6 separate regions of the Mus musculus genome follow, and all the other regions are linked to region 1. A link is a contact called in public HiCAR-type, HiChIP or PLAC-seq and promoter capture Hi-C data. All regions are on one chromosome and are shown on one strand. Each heading gives the region's core, a stretch centred on a gene start, on an enhancer-like site or on the middle of the called end of the contact. The rest is flanking DNA. Distances are from core to core; before and after follow the strand shown. Region 1 holds the start of Sf3a3 (splicing factor 3a, subunit 3). Region 2 holds the start of D830031N03Rik (RIKEN cDNA D830031N03 gene). Region 3 holds the start of Ppie (peptidylprolyl isomerase E (cyclophilin E)). Region 4 holds the start of Stk40 (serine/threonine kinase 40). Region 5 overlaps Macf1 (microtubule-actin crosslinking factor 1). Region 6 overlaps Macf1 (microtubule-actin crosslinking factor 1).

Evidence for each region. Promoter capture Hi-C pulls out the DNA fragments that hold promoters and counts their contacts. HiCAR-type assays count read pairs that join an accessible place to other places. HiChIP or PLAC-seq counts read pairs in DNA pulled down with a chosen protein or histone mark. Capture Hi-C pulls out chosen DNA fragments and counts their contacts.
Region 2: a contact with region 1 is called in a promoter capture Hi-C map of hippocampal neurons, with 4 times the contacts expected there. The contact joins the promoter of D830031N03Rik here to the promoter of Sf3a3 in region 1. A contact is called at or near these places in 2 of 39 promoter capture datasets (the 3T3-L1 cell line and hippocampal neurons), 1 of 484 Hi-C or Micro-C datasets (uterus) and 1 of 115 datasets of contacts at active chromatin or transcription factors (large pre-B cells).
Region 3: a contact with region 1 is called in a promoter capture Hi-C map of adipose tissue, with 4 times the contacts expected there. The contact joins the promoter of Ppie here to the promoter of Sf3a3 in region 1. A contact is called at or near these places in 1 of 39 promoter capture datasets (liver), 1 of 484 Hi-C or Micro-C datasets (B cells) and 1 of 9 other capture datasets (adipose tissue).
Region 4: an H3K27ac HiChIP or PLAC-seq map of large pre-B cells shows a contact between it and region 1, with 4 times the contacts expected there. The contact joins the promoter of Stk40 here to the promoter of Sf3a3 in region 1. A contact is called at or near these places in 2 of 39 promoter capture datasets (both in liver), 5 of 484 Hi-C or Micro-C datasets (B cells, CD4 T cells, Th1 cells and 2 more) and 3 of 115 datasets of contacts at active chromatin or transcription factors (extraembryonic endoderm stem cells, large pre-B cells and pancreatic cancer cells).
Region 5: a HiCAR-type map of embryonic stem cells shows a contact between it and region 1, with 5 times the contacts expected there. The contact joins the enhancer-like site here to the promoter of Sf3a3 in region 1. A contact is called at or near these places in 2 of 39 promoter capture datasets (cranial neural crest and pre-B cells) and 4 of 115 datasets of contacts at active chromatin or transcription factors (bone marrow-derived dendritic cells, bone marrow-derived macrophages, embryonic limb bud and 1 more).
Region 6: a promoter capture Hi-C map of liver shows a contact between it and region 1, with 3 times the contacts expected there. The contact joins the enhancer-like site here to the promoter of Sf3a3 in region 1. A contact is called at or near these places in 4 of 39 promoter capture datasets (the 3T3-L1 cell line, cranial neural crest, hippocampal neurons and 1 more) and 1 of 115 datasets of contacts at active chromatin or transcription factors (stem cell-derived neural progenitor cells).

The regions. Positions count from the first base shown.
Region 1 is chr4:124,712,817-124,716,263 of GRCm38.p6, reverse strand. Sf3a3 (splicing factor 3a, subunit 3) reads right to left here and starts at 1,403. Exons shown (of 17, transcript NM_029157.3): 1 at 1,274-1,403; 2 at 948-995; 3 at 560-612; 4 at 349-454. The coding sequence starts at 1,369.
Region 2 is chr4:123,410,527-123,413,837 of GRCm38.p6, reverse strand. It overlaps D830031N03Rik (RIKEN cDNA D830031N03 gene), which reads left to right and starts at 1,927. Exons shown (of 1, transcript NM_001167918.1): 1 at 1,927-3,311. The coding sequence starts at 3,131. The region is part of intron 57 of Macf1 (microtubule-actin crosslinking factor 1); the gene reads left to right.
Region 3 is chr4:123,138,011-123,141,352 of GRCm38.p6, reverse strand. Ppie (peptidylprolyl isomerase E (cyclophilin E)) reads left to right here and starts at 1,402. Exons shown (of 10, transcript NM_019489.6): 1 at 1,402-1,451; 2 at 2,389-2,487. The coding sequence starts at 1,421.
Region 4 is chr4:126,102,284-126,105,268 of GRCm38.p6, reverse strand. Stk40 (serine/threonine kinase 40) reads right to left here and starts at 1,312. Exons shown (of 11, transcript NM_028800.3): 1 at 1,123-1,312.
Region 5 is chr4:123,667,957-123,671,209 of GRCm38.p6, reverse strand. The region is part of intron 1 of Macf1 (microtubule-actin crosslinking factor 1); the gene reads left to right. Gm12925 (predicted gene 12925) reads right to left here. Exons shown (of 4, transcript NR_136925.1): 3 at 2,495-2,586; 4 at 1-291. Among named protein-coding and RNA genes, the nearest start is that of Gm12925, 3.7 kb to the right of the region's middle. Within about 2 kb of position 1,334, at least 39 of the 459 cell types and tissues checked have an H3K27ac peak or open chromatin away from gene starts, as enhancers often do. A contact at or near this core is called in embryonic stem cells, where this site is marked.
Region 6 is chr4:123,454,088-123,457,528 of GRCm38.p6, reverse strand. It overlaps Macf1 (microtubule-actin crosslinking factor 1), which reads left to right. Exons shown (of 98, transcript NM_001199136.1): 44 at 780-1,298; 45 at 1,995-2,171; 46 at 2,412-2,535. Among named protein-coding and RNA genes, the nearest start is that of D830031N03Rik, 44 kb to the right of the region's middle. Within about 2 kb of position 2,083, at least 11 of the 459 cell types and tissues checked have an H3K27ac peak or open chromatin away from gene starts, as enhancers often do.

The DNA.
Region 1 (3,447 bases), core at 154-2,653:
TCCTTTGGAGGAGGCAGTCCAAGAGATATTTTACGAAAAAGCTGGCATTGGACATGAATCCTGAAGGGGTAACGACCTCTGCAAGTGAACAGAGCACCACTGTGTTGGTAGATTTCAGGGCAGAGCTAGGTGCACAGTATATTGAGTAGGAGACATTCTTGTGAAGCAGCCCTAGTGCTTCACCGTGTTCTCTTACTGCAGAGGGATGCCAAGAGGATGTCACTTAACATGCAGTGAAGTGGCACGTTCTTTCTTGGAGTGACATCTACATGGCATAGCTCCATTTCCTTTGCATCTTTCCCTTTTGTTAACGGCCAGGTCTAAGGACACTAAGTTGGGAGGCCTTACCTCATTTGGGTGCTTCCGATGGAATTCCTTTATCTGCTTGAGTCTGTTATAGAATTCAGCGAACTCGTTGGGTCCTGAGATAGCATTGAGCTCCTCCTTCCGCAGTCTGCAAGATATCAACAAACCCGAAGAGCATAAAGCACACAGCCCATGGTCTCACCAGGGCTCCTCAAAAGCACTAATTGTTAGAAGGGATGTGACCGTCACTTACCCGTCCTTATCATCATACAAATCCCTCAGGTTCCCACTGACCTCCATGTACCTCTGAAACAGAAGCGCAAAGCCATCAGAATGAAGCAAATTTGTACCACAGGGCTAAGTAAACAAGAAAGGATGTCTTGGCAAAACCCAAGGAAAACTCATGAGATACATGGTCTTCAAAGTTCCACCACTTTTAAGAGACAGCTTGATCCCGAGGTGGTTGCATACACTTTTAATCCCAGCACTTGGGAGGCAGAGATAGGACATCTGATTAGGTACCCTAGAGGGGCTTGTCTAAGAACTCAGGGGTAGAAATCACGCAGGGCCACTCAACCTTCCCAGCCTGCACTTTTCCCGCCCAGCCCGACCCCAGGGGAAGCGGACGGCGGCGCACTCACATCTTGCATGGCCCGAGTGCGGTGATCGGAATTGATCTGGTCCCGAAGCTGCAGAAAGGCAAACGGTAACACATACGTTGTTACTTTGAGTTTAGCAGTTGGAAAGAGCACCCGAGGGGTGATGCGCTTATTGGTTTAGGTCCCAGGGGCTGAAGCAGGAAGATTGAGGGGCCCTCGGAGGACGTTAACGAGGCCAGAGTGCCGAGCCAGCTTAGGAGGAGGGTGAGGATGGGGCGCAGAGAAGCTCCGAGGCCAAATACAGCGCGAGGGCTCGGCAAAGGACCCAGGCCCGCCTCCTGATGCGGCCCGGACCACGGCTCACTCACCGTGGACTTCTTCGTAAGCATCTCTTTGGCCATAACATCCATAAGCCGTTCCTTCTCCTCATGATAGCGCCGTTGCTGCTCTAAAATTGTCTCCATTTTCCCTTGGCCACGGCGTTTCAAGGCGGACCACTAACACTGCCGGAAACACCGCCTGCCGCCTTTCAGCCAGCGTCTCAGCGCGCAGCATCCGGCTGCACCAAAGTTCCGCGTGTCCCGGAAGTGTCTTGGGGGACTCAAGAAAAAAGGAACACCACGAAGAGAGCAAGCGGGTGCTATCCGCGACCGTGGCTACGCTTCCCCCTGCTGGCTGGGGGTCTGAAGGAGCGCTGCCTCCGCGTTGAAAGCTGGCTGTCTCTAAGAAGCCTGCAAGAATCCTGTAGGCTGAGGTTGAGAGACAGCTGGCTTGCCCGGGGCTTGCTGCAGAAAGCTGGGCCGGCAGGGACACACTAGCAGGAACGGATAAGTTGAAGGATACAGAACGGAAAGGGGAACTGGAAGCAGCAGTAGTTTTCAGTGTGTGACCTCTGGTGATGTTTTCCCCTTGTCTGGACTTTAGTGTGTTTGTCAGTAAAGTGGAGATGGTGGTGGGTTTGTTCTTAATAAAACTCATACATATTTGAACACAACCTTTGTTTATTGGCAGAGGAGTCTTTAAGAAAAACGTGGTACACTCAAGCAATGATATGCTTGCTGTTCAGCACAGGTTAACTTCTGATTCTCTGTAATTCTTTTTTTTTTAAAAGATTTATTTATTTATTATATGTAAAGTACACTGTAGCTGTCTTCAGACACACCAGAAGAGGGCATCGGATCTCATTACGGGTGGTTGTGAGCCACCATGTGGTTGCTGGGATTTGAACTTCCGACCTTCAGAAGAGCAGTCGGGTGCTCTTACCCACTGAGCCATCTCACCAGCCCCAATTCCATGTAATTCTTTATTTTTCTGCTTTTCGCCTACCACTTGCTGGAATTACAGGTATGAGCCACCACACCTAGCCACTGTATGGCTTAGAAAATGAAATCTAGACTGCCTTTCCTTAAAAGAGGAGGAAGAGGAAGAAGCAGAGGCAGAAGAGGCAGAAGGTGGAGGCAAACAGATCTTTGTGAGTTCTAGGCCAGTTTGGTCTACATAGTGAGTTCCAGGACAGCCAGGGCTGCATAGAGATCCAGTCTCATGAAACCAAACCAAACGAAACATAAACAAACAAACAAACAAACAAACAGAGTAGGGGCAGAGAGTGAATCAGTATAGAGAGCTGGGATTACAAGTGTGTGACAGTGCATGCACCAGGAAAGAGGCATCGGCGCAATGCAAAGTGGCTCACACCCGTGATCCTAGCGCTTAGGAGATGGAGGCAAGAGGAGAACAAGTTCAAGTTCAGCCTGAGCTATGTGATAAGACTCTATCTCAAAACAACAAACAAACAAAACACATACAAACATACACATACACACATACATATATACATACACATACAATACATACACACACATTCACACACACATACACACACATACATATATACACACACATGCACACATACATATACACATATATACACACACACATATATATATACACACACATACACACACATACATATATACACACACATATTCACACACACATTCACACACACATATACACACATACACACACATACATATATACACACACACATATATACACACACATTCACACAAACATACATACACATACACTTACACACACACACACACACACACACACACTCCAAGGCACTGGGTTTCAGCATCAACACAAGGGACTCTGGCCAGGTGGTCGTGGTGCACGCCTTTAATCCCAGCAGTGAGTTCCAGGACAGCCAGGGATATACAGAGAAACCCTGTCTCAAAAAACCAAAAAACAAAAAAGAAAAGAAAAAAGAAAAGGGACTCTACTCCATTCCTACTCTAGGCAGAGAAGGGAAAACACCGACCCTGTGTTCCTGTTATTCACAATTCACAAAATCTCTATATAACCCAAGGGCCCATTAGTTGGGACTGGAGAGCTGGCTCAGCAGTGAGGAGCGTTTGCTGCTCTTCCAGAGGATCTGAATCCAGTTCCCAGCATGCAAGTCGGTGGCTCACAGCCACTTGTATCTCCAGATCCAAGGGATGAACAGCCCCGCCCTCACCCCACGCTGCTCACGCTA
Region 2 (3,311 bases), core at 678-3,177, 1.3 Mb after region 1:
AAAACACGCCCTGAATAAACTTCAAGATTTCTTAATCTGTTTCCTGAGATTGCTATGCCATGTGGTTGCTTGAATTTCTGCTCACATTCCTTTGGGATCAGGAAAAGTCACCCTTTTAGGGAACACCTTATTCTTTGAATAGCAGTGAGAAAACTGATGGTTTGAAATCTGCCCTTGGATCTTGGTGTGCCAGTTTAAGGAGAGATTCAGCACAAATTTCCTTCCTCCCACATCCCAGCTCCTCAGATTCTTAATGTTGATCATATCCCCTGAAATTTGCTCTCCATCAAGTATTCTTGATTCTTTTCACTCTGGGTTCGTAGAAAAATGTTCTAGTGTCTTGCACTATTGCACCAGGAAGCCACAGGATTCTGGATAGCTTTCTGAAGTTTTAACTTTAAAGACTAGGGTATCTAGAATAAGATGATACAATGTTTAAGTATTCTCTCCTGTTTACAGATGGAAAGTCTTTGTATTTGAGTGGGTAGAATTGATCAGCTTCTTTAGGAGTGAGAAATGAAGTATAAAACATTTTGCCAAGCAAAGTTGTCTTTTACTTGACTAATCTGATCATGGGCTTCAGCCTGTACCTCATTTTTGCCAAGGAGTTTCTGGCTCCTCAAGTAAGTTTAAGGCTTAGCTCCAAGCTTCACTGCCAAATCTCCACACACCAGTGACTCGTTTTATTTACTGTTTGTGTGAAGAGTAGAAATAACTTTCTCATAAGTTTTATCATCTATATTAACTACTTGGGCCAACAGGACTTTGTACATTTTAACTGACCTTTTTCATCCTCATGAAATCCGAGGGACCATCATAAAGGGAGTCAAGTATTACACCTCAAAGAGATGCAAGCTACCTCTGGCAGGCAGTCTTCTGGGTTGCTTTGTACTTTTCTTAACAATTACAGGGTCTCTAGATAGCTTTCCTAAAATCCAGAACGTAGTTTGCAGGATTGTGTAACACATTTCTCTAATATTTTCATTCTTGAGACTTGAAATATGAACTCATGCTTTTCATCTAGCCCTTCAGAGGCTCAGATTTCCTTGGACGTGCACAGCGGTTATAGCCAATCCAGGTGTTGGTCATGGGCTGTTCCTGCTAGAGTCTCCACTGCCCTGCAACCCGCACCCCATTTTCCGGTCATTAAGACCGCTGAAGTCTGAGCAGAGAAATCCAGGTGGCGAAATGGGCCAAGATCTGACATACTTGAGAAGGGAAACTGTGCCTAGAGTTTATCCAATAACTTGGTTCCTGAGTCTAACTTAATTCCTTGGCATGCCAAGAAAAGACTGTGTTTAAGGCTAGCCTGTTCTTTGGTCAGCGCCAGAGGTGACATTGGAAAAATACAGGGATAGTCGTTGGCGGCAAAGCTGGAGCCTAGGATAGTGCAGACCGCCCACCCCAGCCCGTACGTCTCTACCGGCAGATGGGGCCCCCGAGTGGCCCTAGCCACTACCGGCTGGTAGTGGGGGCGGCGGGGGCGCCCCTTCTGGGTTCGCCCTTGGGCTGGGCTCCCATCCCGCCGGTTGGAAAGAAGCGGGGGCGGAGGGGCCGGGCCAGCGTTGTGAGGGCGGGGCTTTCCTTTGTCAGGGGATTTGCCCGGCATGACCAGGACTGCCCCTCTCCTCTCACCCTCGCAGGCGGGGACACTATTACTCCCGTGGGTGAGGAGGGAGTGAGCTAGAGGGGGTGCGGGATGAGCTGGAGTCCCTCGCCCCAACCCCGGGAAGCCCCTCCCTCGCCGCCTTGGCCTCCAATCCTTGCCTCCGCCCCCTCCCCTCCCGGCGGGGCTCCCTATAGGCCCCGCCCCCGTCCTCCTCCCTAGCAGTCGGCGCCGCGCGCTCCCGGGCTTCCAAGGGGGCTGCCCGGGCGGGGCAGCGGCTGTGGCGGGGCTAGAAGGGGGAGGAGATCCGCCCGCCACCCGAGCACTTCCAGCCAGCGGCGTGTGAGCGGGCCGCGCGGCGTGAGAGAGGCGGGCTCGCCCCCCTCGTGCGGCCGGAGCGGAGCCTTTTGTTCCCGGCCAGAAGTTTGCATGCCGGGACCGTGACAGCTGCGGGCGGGGAGGACGGCTGCAGGGCCGGCGGCGTGGTGGAGAAAAGAGGCGACTGCTTGTCATGCAGCCCACGACGCGGCGGCTGGGGGCCGGGGACCTGCAGTGGCCGGGGAGGCGGCGCCCACAGGACACGGGACTTACTGCTGCCGGAGGGACAAACTAACTTCCTGAGCGCTAGACCCAAGGCCGGCCCGCCGGGAGCCACCTGCAAGGTTGCGGTGAGGCGACCCTGGCCCTCCGGGGCGCGAGGCATGGCGCGGGTTTGCGGGCGGTGCTAAGTGAGTCCAGACTGCCTCTTGGCCGCTGCCGCAGCCTGCCCGCCTTCTGAAAGGCCCAGCGTGGGCCTCCACTCGCCTTGTTTTGCGGCCACGATACAGTGTTGGCTTGGAAGCCACAACAATGCCATGATGTTTTGGAGACAGGAAGCCCCAAGCTGGCCCCGAATGAAGGACTTCCTGTGTTTAAAGTTGCAGGAATATCCGCTGACCAGCCCTGTTCAAATGCAAACACCCAACTAGAGAGGACGAATGGCTAATTCAGACCAGCTGGACTCTTTAGGGCTGAACACAGGATAAAATGAAAGGAATTCTTAGGAGCTTGGACCATACTTGAAGGCTAGAGAGGGTGTGCCATTGTTATAAAGGACATAGTTGGTATACATTTTCTGCTTCCAACTCAGCTTTGGTGCGAATCGAGTGAAACTAGATATTGAATAAGACTTGTCAATATCAAACGATTTTTTTGCTGACTGAATTTGAAAGGGCTTTAGAAAAGTAAAACCAGAAGCCATACAAGTATTTGTTTTATGTTTATTGATTAAATAATATCATTTGTCTTTCTGCAGTTATGAGGCTGCTAGCCTGTGAGGGAAAACCTGTTTGTCTTATTAGAGTTTCTCCCAAAATGGTTTCAAATTGGGAACTTCCAGATCTTTCTGAAAGGCAGATGCAATTGGTGGTTTGGAGTATAAACATGTAAGAGGACTTACAATTCATGTAGAATGTATTTTGAGAGAACCCGTGGCGGGGAAAAAAAACTTTTGAAAGATTGATGGTTCATCTTTATTGAAAAAGTATGGGTAAGCCACTTAGCAGGCCAGACTGTTTAAGGCGGAACCCTACCTGCCTGGGTAAAGGGGAAGATGAGGATGGCTATATAGAAGATTGCTATGTTCCACAGCGGTCTATATACGATACAATGAGGATAAATGAACAGATTGACCAGGGGTCAAAACTTAATCAGACGTCAAAAAGCA
Region 3 (3,342 bases), core at 153-2,652, 1.6 Mb after region 1:
AGCAAATGACCTTGTGGGTGTGATGTTTTTTTAAGAGGAAAAAGAGGGGAATCTGTGATAGAATGGCTAGGATGTGGTGGTCATGTTTTGGTTGACCGTATTAATTAGGGTAGGCCAAGGGGGGATTTGACTGTTGTAGTGGCTATTTCTGGTTGTCAACTTGACTATATCTGGAATGAACTACAATCCAGAATTGGAAGGCTCATCAGTGACCCTAATCTGGAGGCTGAGAGATAGAAGTTTCTGACCTGGATCTCAGTATGGAGATCTTGAGGCATAGTGGCTATGGATTTCAGAAGATTAAGACAGGGAGATCAAAGATTAAGATTAAATTCCTTTACTATATAGAGACTACCCACAGTTCTGTGACTCTAGAGAACCCTGACTAATACAATTGTTGAACTTTAATACTTTGATAGCTGGACCTTGGTGATCATCCTCAGGAGGAGGCCAAATAAGGGAATAGACCTTATTTGGCCTACGGCTAGCTTTAGGAATATAACCCTGTTTGTTTGTTTGTTTATTAGCAAGGCAGAGGGAATGGGGAGAAGGACAAGGCCTGCCACACCTGTGCTTACCAAGCTTGGGCCTGCTAGAGCCCTTTAACAATACAGCAAAGCTTCCTGTGGTGGTATATGCTTTTAGTCCCAACCCTCAGGAAGAGATCTCTGTAAGTTCAAGGTCAGCCTGGTTTACATAGTGAATTCCAAGATATTCAGGACTACATAGGAAGATCCAGTCTCAAAATAAATACATAAAATAAAACTTGTTAAATTTCTATTTGAGGTAGGTTGGTGGTATTCAATTGGGATTTCAGCACTGGGGAGGCTGAGATCTGGAAGGCATAGTGGGATACTCTAACAAGCAAACAAATGTGATCCTACTGTTTTGTACTGCTATTGAGAACCTATAAATTTAAATATTACGTTAGAACAAGAGTATAGCAAACACTTTGCCCAAAGGGCCAGATGGTAAAATATCAATGGCCGTGGGAGGAACAGGTCTCTTCCCTTTGTAACATGAAAGCAGCCAGACAATAGAAAAGGAACGGATGTGGCTATACTCTAACAATTAAACTTCGTGATATTGAAATTTTAATTTCATATAATTTTCATCTCTCAAGAAATATTGTCGATCCTTCGCCTCACCCCGGTTCAAAGTGTAAAAACCGTTCTTGGCTCCCGAATTGGCCAAAAACAGCTGCCTGGACAGCCCGGACCATAGTGTGTTGGTAATGGTTCAATTGCCGTTAATATCTAGGTTGATCAGACCAAGGTTTGTTTCCTTCCAGCTCTGGGAGCTACAGCCAAGAAGGGGCGGAGCCTGCAGCCGCACAAAGACCCGCCCCGACCTAAGGGGAGGGGCGACGGCGAGGGGGCCGGCCGAGTGCCGGCTTCCGGCGGAAACGGGCGCGAGCAAGATGGCCACCACCAAGCGTGTGCTGTACGTGGGTGAGCAGGCGCGGGAGCTAGACTTAGTCTGAGCAATGTGGGAAAGGGGGAAAGCAGCCGGGGTCTATGGAGGGCTTGCTGGGCCTGAGGGTGTGAGCCCGAGATGGAAGGACAATTCCGGCGACCTTCCTAGTCCACTAAGCGCACAGGAACCCCGACGAGTGACAAGAATTTTGGGCTTCCAAATCCCTCCCGCCCATTCGTTTTACAAACATTCAGTGCGGAATGGCTGGATCTCTGCCCTAAAGGAGGAGTTACCAGACTATCTAGGAGAAAGTGGGAAATAACCTACACACCCTAGCGTTGTAATAGGGACTAACAATGATGACAGGAACTTGGGTGAGGGCAAACTTTCTGTTGCCGGGACGCAGAAGTTGAGCAGGAGTTGGGCAAAGAGTCAGAGTAGAGGCAAAGCTGTTCGCTGCACCGGAGCCGAAGCTCAAAGGCGTAAAAGAGCCTGGCGCCTAGGGGCAGCTGGGTCATTTTTCGAGAAACTCAGGGAAATTGGGGAAAACAAAATGGAAGATACAAGAGAGATCGGCGAGAGTCGGATGATAACCCTGTGTACACTACCAAGGAGCTCTCACTTTATCTTGAGGACAGTGACATTTAAGACTTTGAAGTCTAAGAGAACCGATGGATTCATTTCCACTTATATTTGGTTGGGGGGGGGCGGTTGGAGGAAGGAATTGAGGCAGAGAGGTCAGTTACAAAGCTTTCACAAGAGTTGGAGATCGAATCAGAACTGTTTAAAAGGAGATTGAAGAAAGGAAAGTAGTGTGGGTAGGCTGTAGAGAGAGATGTTTGTGTAGACAAAGGACTGGATGGAAAGATCCCTCCCTTTGCCTGTCATACCAGTGACAGGCAAAGTCCCTGGTGTGCAGGGACCTCTGAGTGTGTAGGACAGCGGCTCAGAAGGTCCTTGGCTCATTTGCAGGCGGGCTGGCAGAAGAGGTGGACGACAAGGTTCTTCATGCTGCATTTATCCCCTTTGGAGACATCACAGATATTCAAATTCCTCTGGACTATGAAACAGGTGGGTCATTTGAGTGTCTTTAACGCTCATTACCCTCCGATAGGGAAAGAATTAAAGTCACATTCCAGTTCTAAATTTACATTCTTAAGTTCTAGTAGAATTCTTGCCCACCATATGAGGCTTTGGTTTCAGTTCCCAGCACTAATCACACAGAGACACACACAGAGGGGCAGAGACACACACAGAGACACACACAGAGGGGCAGAGGGGCAGAGACACACACAGAGACACACACAGAGAGGCAGAGGGGCAGAGACACACACAGAGACACACACAGAGAGGCAGAGGGGCAGAGACACACACAGAGAGGCAGAGGGGCAGAGAGGAGAGAGACAGGGTGGGAATAGCAAGATCTTTAAACTCTGAGTCTGGGGAATCTCCCCACCCCCTAAAAACCAGTAGAGTAGTTGATGGCCACGGTGGCACATGCCTGTAAACCTAGCAATTCAGAGGCTGCAGCGGGAGGATAGAGTTTAAGGTCAGTCTGGGCTACAGCAGAAACATATGCAAGAAATGTTCTACTGACTTTCTAGTTGGCACTGTTGTGTGGGGGCTTTTTCTTAGCTCAGAATTTGTCTCAGGATAAAACTGAATCTCCTTACAGGTTTTAGAATTTATCTGTAGTTGATCAGATTATATATTTGGTTGATGGCTTTTTTTTTTTTTTGGCCTGTATTTGTTTTTGTTTTGTTTCTATTTCAAAATGATTTAACTGTGTTGTCCGGGCTGGCCTCCAAACTGATGATCCTTCTGTCTTAGCTTCCTAAGTAGTTAGCATTACAGGTGTGTGCTGTGGCACCTGGAATCAAATTGTAGATTTGGATAAATAGTTGATTTGCTAAATAACTTACCTTG
Region 4 (2,985 bases), core at 63-2,562, 1.4 Mb before region 1:
AAAGCAGCGGCACCAGAATCTGAATTTAAGGAGTCCAGAGCAAGGTTGACACACACTTTTAATCCCAGGCTTTAAGGAGTGAGCCTCCAAAGCCTACGAATACTACACAGCACTAGGCTCTACAGGCAGGGCCCTTTTGTTATGAGAAAAATGAATGAATGAATGAATGAATGAATGGGGACTATCTCTGGCAGAGATAGTCTAATCCACAATCAAATAACAGGGCCTTTAAGGAGGAACTCACAACGTTGTTTATAAATAAGGGCTATAGGATTTTGCTCTTCCTTATCTCATGCAAAACTACTCAGCCGAGAGGGAAAGGCGCCCAGCCCAGCGTGACTACCCTCTTCCTCAATGATTCTCAAAACCAGCAAAGCCAACCGGTTTCCTCCAGTGACTTAAAACAGAGCAAAGTCTATCCTGCCACCGAAGGTGGCTGTCAGCTCTTCCTTCTGCCAACAACCTGGGGGAGTGGGGGTGGACGGAGAAGCCACCGGGAATCCGAAAGCTCCTACCCAAGATTGAAAGGTGGGGCCAAGCATCGTAGGAATGGGCGGGCCTGACCAGGATGGCAGGTGAAACACTGACCACAGCAAGCTCTCCCACGGTGAAGACCGGCCCAACGTGGATCTGGCAAGCAGGTTGCTGTGACTCGCACCTGAACGCCGCCCAGGATGTGAAAATTCCCCAGCAGCGATGGTGTTGGTGCCAACGGGTGAGGGCTCCAGGAGGAAAACCTTGGCTGGCTCTCCTTGGGGACTCGTTCTAACTTTCAAGTCACTCTCTAGGTCAGGAGAGAAGCATGGAGAGGAGGAGCGGGTCTCTCTGGGAGAAAAACTAGAGCGGGCCAAACGCCGGCTGCTTCGATGACTGGTTGAGTGGGTCTGGGCAAGGCGAGCAGTGCCCATTTCCCAGGGCTGCGGCAAAAGACCGAGGCTCCCGGCAGCCGACGCCCCCGCTGCCGGGAAGGACAGACCTCCAGTGGCGGAGGGGGAATTCACTATAGCCGTTCTGGTCGCGCCGGTCAGCTTCGGGCTGTCACCGGGGTCCCTCCGCCACGGTGGCCCGCCCCGCCAGCACGCAGCCCCCACCCGGCTCCGCGTCCCGGGACCCCGAACTCACCTTTCCCGGGGAATCAGCGCTCCTTGCCCATAGTCCGCAGCCCAGAGTCGGGGCTGCTCGGCGCTCCGTCCCGGGGGCCGGGGCCGGGCCGGGGGCGTGGGAGCCGCTCACCGCCGCCTCCCAGCGCAGCCGCCAGAGCTGCCGCCGCCGCCTCCCTCCATGGCTGCGGCGCCGCCACCTGACAACGGAAGTGACGCATAGGCTCTCGGCCCCGCCTCCCGCCCCCTCGCCTGAGTTTGGGGTTGGTGCGCCATCTTCAGGATGGGCGGAAGCCTTCAGGCAGGAAGCCCAGATAAGATCGCCAATTGGTTCTGGGTGGAGTCTGGGTCGAAATCTGTAAAGTGATTGGACAGTCAGGGGGCGGTACTTACCGCTAATCTACATCTACAGTGGGACTGGGACAGAGGCGCCGGTCCGCCTTGGCTCTGCAGAACCTCACCGACTTATGCTCTCCTTGCTGGGGTTGGGGACGTCTCTAAGTGGTTGCAAAACCCGCCAACTGCACTGCATTCTTTAGAAAAGTAGTCTTTCTTTGCTCCCCATTTCTCGGCTTCTGGAAATTTGTGTGGGAAAGTGCTGAAGTTGGGTACAAGAGAAGTCAAGAATTGGCTGTCGCTACTGTCACAATTCATTTCACTTTAGGCCCTTCAGAAACCCCAAAGATGGCCAAGTTCATCTTGGACATCCCTAGAGTCTTGTCCAGGGAGATTGCAGTGAAGAGTTCCAATGAACGACTTCAGCCGGCTGTCTACCTCACTCCCTCCTGCCAGTTTCCGTCCTTTCTCCTCCTTCAGCAGCCACGCCCTCCATGAATCAGCTTCTTGCACCAGCAGATGAGCCCTTTAAAGGGATTGCATCAGTCTGGTGACTCACTGGGGGCCCTCGAAAATCCTGGCTTCCGTCCACTGCCGTGTAGAAGCGGCCAGAAGGGCTCGGTGGCAGCAGTACCAGCGGCCATAGTCCCACTCCTTTGTCTCAGAGTTAACAAGTGTACTTGATGACACTCTTCCCTCCCCTGGGTCATTCTGGATCCACGTGTAGACACACGTGGACACGACTAAGCCCTGCTAGGACACCGAAGGCTGGTCTTCATAATGAAGTCCCAGCCTGAATCCTTTCTTAATGTCTTTGATTGGCTTGGTGGCCATTCAGCTGCAGATAATGCTGAATAACTAGTAATGATACCAGCTCCTAAGGCCCTGTCTTATGCAAAATGAGGCACTTTTAGAGACCTGTTAACAAATGCAGAAGGTAGCACTCAGAGAGAGAGGGTAACCTCTGCCGTGACACCCAGCTAATAATGGCTGGGCTGTGGTTTGAAGAAAGTTTCGTGGGTTCCAAAAAGGCTAGAGCTTGAATCCCCATTGTATCACTTACAAACTAGGTAATTCAGTGTAAATCCTGGCTGCCCAAGTGGGGATAACACATTACACCAACCATGGGAGGACCCAAGGAGTTTCACATCCAGCTAACCACACCCTATAGATGCCCACTGGTCTCAGTCGGGGAACCTCTAGGAGGCACGTGACTCAAAGGCAGGCATCCAGAAGGCCGGCCCACTTTGCTCCTCTCTCTGACAAAGTGAGGAGAAAAAGGATTCCGGAAGCCCTGCCTTTGACAGGGATGAATCTTGGGTTTTCCAGTTCACTAATTACCAGTAAGATGAATCACTGGGCGCTGACACCACCATTCCAACTCCTGGTAGGCTCTCAGCTGACTCAAAATATAGAAGTTTTAACAAAGCAGAGGAGGAGAAAGTGCCAGCCAGAGGAGATTAAAAAAAAAAAAAAACTGTCATCAGGACACCAACTCATGGATCTCTGGGACATACATGGGTGGTGACAGTCTCCTGCTGGCTCTCCA
Region 5 (3,253 bases), core at 85-2,584, 1.0 Mb after region 1:
AGAAGCTGATGTTCTATAGTAAACAGACAGACACCTGGAGAGTTCAGGACCTCGCCTGAGGTCTCTCAGCCAGCAAGGGGCCAAACTGGGAAGGATTCTAGCTCTGCCTAAGGCAACTACTGCCTTTACAGTGCTTAGTAAGATAATGACCAGAAACATGTGTGTAGCACTTCATGGTTCACGAGTGTCTTCACATCCTTTCTATGCACTCTGTGAAGACAGGCCTGGGTGGCTGAGGCATTCCACACTTCTTTGGGACAGCTTCTTGTTGAGGGTCCTTCCTCTTGTTCTCTGGAGGGAGGATGGGAGATGGCAGTGACTCTGAGAAGTCAGAGAAGGCCTAGGGAGAGGCTAAGAAGGTGAGACTTGGCCAGTTGCTATGGTTACCCAGCCATCTGGGTAACCATTTTGAGGGTTGCTATGGTGATGGGCTGCTGGGTGGCAGGGAACCTTCTTCCTGGGTGGCTGGCACCATCCAGGCTTTTGAGATGAGGGATATTGCACTTTTATAGCAGAAGAGGATAGCACAAGAGGCAGGCAAAGTCTAGCTGCCCTGAGGAGACTAAGGGACTTAGGGTAAAACTTAGGTTTCCAAGGCAGAAAGCAACTTTGTCTAGGACTGGCCAAAGGGGGAGGGACTGACCTAGAGGTGGGACTCCTAAGACTGAGACTAGAACCTGGCCGTTTGCTTCCAACCAAATGATCAATCTGAGCAGTCCCTGCTGCTCCTGCTACCAATTTCTACAGGGGAATGTAAAAGACACACCATGTAAGACACAGCAGATAGTGCCATAAAGAGGAATAGAGTACACACACACACACACACACACACACACTCACACACATCACACCTTACTAGCAGATGTATTTATAGAGCATCAGTTCACACACAGAAAATAGAGCTGCTTAAGCCAAGTTGATGAAGTGTTGGAAGGAAGTCTCCTAGAGGTTGAGGAGGGGACGGGGACAGGATTTCGCACTTCCCTCTTTCTGAATATGAAGTAGCTCCAGTTCTTGACCACTGAGTAAATACTGTCTGCTTGTTTGTTTGCTTGCTTGGTTTGTTTTGTTTTGTGAGATGGCGTCTAACTATGTAACTCTGGCTGTCTTGGAACTATGTAGACCAGGCTGGCACACTGAGAGTGCCTCAGGAGTGCTGGTATTAAAGGCATGTACCATGACACCCAGCTCCTGAACTAACAAGGTTCTCCATGTAACAGCCTTGGCTGTCCTGGAACTCGATTTGTATACCAGGCTGGTTTCAAACTTACGGAGACCCACGTGCCTCTGGATTACACGCTGGGCTTACAGGCCTGCTTGACTCCCACTCAGCTAAAAGGTGGGGTTGTTAAAAAGAGCTGCCTGGGCCAGTTAAAACCGGCTTCATGCGCTGCCAGGAGTTTCCCTCTAGGCTTTCAGGAGTTGGAGATGCAGGGAGTGGATTTTTTAGGCAAAGGATTAGAGTTTGGTTCTGGGGAAAATGCTGCCCACAAAGTATGAGGCCATGAGAAATAAATATACTATTTGTGTGAGTGTGTGTGTCTGCTTGAGCTGGGACTGAATGAAGCTCTCTGCATGCTAAGGACGTACTCTACCACTGAGCTACAACCCAGCCCAAAGTTTTTAAATACTGTAGCCTAGTCAAAAGCCACAGACAGCTCAGTATTTTAAGATCGTCTGTCTCATTCACTCATTTATTTTGTAGTCGATCAAAATTTTAAACATTCAAGAGTGTCCTAAATATACAGTGTTGTTTGCCATATGCTGAGGACCTCAGGCACCCTCACATACAAAAGCCCCAGGGCTTACCGAGCTAATGCTATAGGAAGGCTGAAAGACAAGCTGGTCAGAGCTAGAGAGATGGATCAGTGGCTAAGAGCACTGGCTGCTTTTGCAGAGGACCCAATTCAATTCCCAGCATGCACGTGGTGTCTCACAATCATCTGCATTGCCAGTTTCAGGGGATTCAAAGCTCTCTTCGGATTTCTGTAGGCACTATTTTGTACACATACATCCATGCAGACAAAACATTCCTGCATATAAAATTAAAACAAAAAAAACTACTTAAAAAAAAAAAAAAGGCAAGCTGGCAGTGCATGCCTGTAACTGAGGCTGAGGCAAAAGGACCTCAGGGTCAAGAGCAGCTTTTGGAAACTTTCAAAGGAAGAAGTGAGAAAGACCCTGCCTCAAAGAAACAAGAATAAGGGTTGATGAAGAGAACCAGTGCTCACACCTTGTCACCTCCTCTCCGTGCCTATGCCTTGGCATTCATACACATCAAAATGCATGAAAAAGAAATAAAAATGTAATATGGAAGAAAGAAAAGAGGCAGTGTGGTGGCACAGGCTTGTAGTCTCAGGCACCCAGGAGGCTCGTAAATGAATTATCCTTAAGCAGAGAGGCTAACAGGGGAATTGCAAGTTCAAAGCTGGCCTGGGCAATTTAGAGAGATACTGTCCCACAATAAAAGGCGGCTGGGTATGGTGTTGAATACCTTTAATACCAGTATCCAGGAGTCAGAGGCAGGTGATCTCTGTTAGTTCCAGGCCAGCCTGGTCTACATTGAGAGTTCCAGGGAAGCCACTGCTGCAAAACAAACAAACAAACACATTTTAAAAAAGAAAAAAAAAAAAGCCGGGTGTGGTGGCGCACGCCTTTAATCCCAGCACTCGGGAGGCAGAGGCAGGTGGATCTCTGAGTTGGAGGCCAGCCTGGTCTACAAAGTGAGTTCCAGGACAGCCAGAGCTATACAGAGAAACCCTGTCTCGAAAAACCAAACCAAACCAAACCAAACCAAAACCAAAACCAAAAACAAAAACAAAAACAAAAAAATGAAAAAAGAAGGGGATACAGAGATGGCTTAGCGATTAAGAGCACTGACTACTCTTCCAGAGGTCCTGAGTTCAATTCCCAGCAACCACATGGTGTCTTACAACCATCTGTAATGGGGTCTGATGCCCTCTTCTGGTGTGTCAGAAGACAGCTACAGTGTACTCATATACATTAAACAAACAAACAAATAAATACATAAACCACCACAAAACAAAAGACAGGAGAGAGGCTCCCAGCACACAAGAGGGGCTCCCGGCAACTGCCTGTAATTCTATCTCCAGGGAATCCGGCACCCTCTTATAGCCTCTGCAGGCACACACACACACACACACACACACACACACACACACACACACACACACCCTTAAACGTATATAAAAGAGGGCTGCAGATAGTGCTCAGTTACAGAGTGCTTACTGCT
Region 6 (3,441 bases), core at 834-3,333, 1.3 Mb after region 1:
AACGATTTGCAATACCAGCGTGAGAACCCATCCATGTTTGATCATCAGAACCCATGATAAAATGTTAGGAATGGTGGTGACGCTGGTAATCCTAACATGGGGCAAATAAAGCAGGGGACTCCTTGAGGGATTGGGGTCCAGCCAGCTTAGCCTAGTTCTAGGTAGAAAGGAAAGAGTAACTCAAAAAATCAGACAGTTTATGAGGAACAGCACCCAAAATTGATCTCTGGCTGCAACTGAATATACACATGTGCATGTGCATATATACAAAGGCACACCCAAAAACCAATATGCTTTTCTTGGGTACCCTTATCCATGTGTAGTACTTGAGTTACTAATATTGACAAATTCCATGTATGTATTTATCTTCAGTTGACATCAATATATGTGTGTGTGTATATATATGTGTGTGTGTGTGTGTGTGTGTGTGTGTGTGTGTGTGTGTGTGTGTGTATGTATGTATGTGTATATATATATATATATATATATATATATATATATATATATAGAGAGAGAGAGAGAGAGAGAGAGAGAGAGAGAGATAGGTAGATAGATAGATATAGATATATATATATATATTACATACATCACTGTCCCATATTAACTCATCTTATTTCTAAGAAGTTGTGTCCATGAATTTCTTTTACCTTCCATATTAAATCCATATTTTTACTATGGTTCCTTGTCCACTCTACCTCCAGCATATCTACCTCTAGTTGTAATATAACCAAATTGTTCACATTTTCCTATTAATGGTCTTTGGGGTTGTTTACTACCAGGCTCGTCACCAAGAATTGCTGTCTCAGCAGCAGAATTTCATTGTGGCCACCCAGTCAGTTCAGTCCTTCCTGGACCAACACAGTCACAATCTCACACCTGAGGAGCGACAGAAGCTTCAGGAGAAGCTGGGTGAGCTTAAGGAGCAATATGCAGCCTCCCTTGCCCGGTCAGAGGCAGAGCTGAAGCAGACGCAGGCTCTACGAGATGAACTGCAGAAGTTCCTGCAAGACCACAAGGAATTTGAAAACTGGCTACAACAATCTGAGAATGAGCTGGATAGTATGCATAAGGGAGGCAGCAGTCCTGAAGCTCTGAACTCCTTGCTAAAGCGGCAAGGAAGCTTCTCTGAGGATGTCATTTCCCACAAAGGAGACTTGAGATTTGTGACTATCTCAGGGCAGAAAGTCTTAGAAACAGAAAACAATTTTGAGGAAGGCCAAGAGCCATCAGCTACCAGAAACTTAGTGAATGAAAAACTGAAGGATGCAACAGAAAGATACACCACTCTCCACTCTAAGGTAAGAAAGACCCCCATCCCCACCCCCTCCAATCAACCTCCAGGGAAACAACTATGGCTGTCCTCAAACAGCCGTGGGTAATTTCTAAGGCTCAAAATATGAGTCATAAGACAGTGTATGTGAACCAAAGGAAAATGGGTTTCATCAGCTATAAATAGAAATTCAGACTCTGTGGGTCCATGGTCTAACACCTAGTCCTGTTAATGTTGGGAATATGTGTCACATCATTGGTGGAGATAGAAGTGCTCATCTGCCAATATCTTGGACTTATAAGAGATATAGCACAGCAAAATTTAAGCCAACTTCAGTCTTTTTTCATAGACAATTTGTTCTTAGACAATTTCTTCCTGAAAATCCAAAAAACAAACAAAATTTCTCCTAAAGTTTAGAATTACACACCACACTTAATCTTTCTGTCAACATCTAATCTCCCAAAAGGAACATTTTTCCACTTTTAAGTCCTTACTTTTGCCTGTAGTCTGCTGTGTATTTCTCTGGTGGTGTGTCATCCAAATCATTAAGTCTTCCTGGGGATGAGTGAGATGAAGTATACAGTACAAATACTGGTGATCCTGCTTGTAGACAGTTAAATCATTGTGTAAAGTTGCAGTCAGTTCTCTGTACCTAGGAAAGGCTCTTTCTTTGGACTCTATTCTAGAAGCTGCTGCCTTTGACATTTTTATTTCTTTGGCTTAGTGTATACGATTGGGCTCTCATCTGAGCATGTTGCTAGGCCAGTATCAGCAATTCCAGAGCAGCGCTGACAGCCTGCAGGCCTGGGTGTTGACTTGTGAGGCCAGCGTGGGGAAGCTTCTCTCAGACACAGTTGCCTCTGACCCCGGAGTCCTGCAACAGCAGCTTGCAACAACAAAGGTAGGCAGATTCAGACCGTGTGTGTGTGTGTGTGTGTGTGTGTGTGTGTGTGTGTGTGTGTGTCAAGATCTTATATTTCATGGCTTAGAGGGAACTGATAAAAGTAAATACTACTAAAAATACATTAGTTGGAAATGTCTTAGGCAAGACCAGATTCATAAATTCTTTGTTTTGTTTTTGGGTTTTTTTTTTTTGATTGTTTGTTTTGTTTTGTTTTTTGCTGTTGTTTTGGGCAAGCAGCAGTTACAGGAAGAATTGGCTGAACACCAAGTACCTGTAGAAAAGCTTCAAAAAGCAGCTCATGACCTACTGGACATTGAAGGAGAGCCAGCCCTGGACTGTAGGCCTATTCAAGAAACTACAGGTACGAAGCAGCACAGTACTCCTCCCCTTAGGAGTAGTGTGATCTTTTTTTTTGTAGTATGTAGCAAACTGTATGAACAGTTAGATATCCAGAGCGCTAAGCTCAGGGCAGGGGACATACATTTGTAGGGGGCGATTCTGATACTTTGATATAATCCGGAATCTGCACGTACTGATGCTGAAGGTCCTCTTCCCGAGTTGGTTCTTGATCCATCAATAAAGATGTTGGCTAATGGCTGGTGTAGCAGGGGACAAATTAGGTATGCCCAGTTGTTGTTAGCCAAGGCATTTTGAGAATAACTGTCCTGTGAGTGCGTCCGTATGCGTGTGTTTCTTCAATCCACAGATCCAGCATAACTCCTAGGCAGGTGCAAGCATGTGACCCACCAAGAACACAAGGCAGGGTAGCAAAAGCTACACGCAACATACATGTATAAGATGTCATGAAATAGCTCACTTTCCAGTGAATTCTGTTACTACACTTTCCATGGCTTTCACTCTATGGCTTTAACCCTTTCAGTACCTGCTGTCATTGAACTCTGTTTCTTTCACTTTATAAGGAAACTTGCTATTCCCGAGTTTTACTGCCTTTGATATTTCTCCTGTTTCTTAACTGACATTTATTTCATTGTATTCTCCATGAATGATGAAATCCTATTTATCTTTCAAGATTTCATCAGTGGTACATCAGAGGCTTTAGTCAGTACATTATGTATTTGAAAATTACTAAAGTTCTCAGCTTGAAAAGTGCTAAGTATGTGAGCTAGCTATGTTACTAACATGATATAGTCATTCTATAATATGTGTGTATCTTAAATATAATTTGCATACCAAAAAAAACTTATCAGATTTACTTACAACAGGTGGGTGGGAGAGGGAAGGAGACAGGCTGGAGAGCTTATGGCCT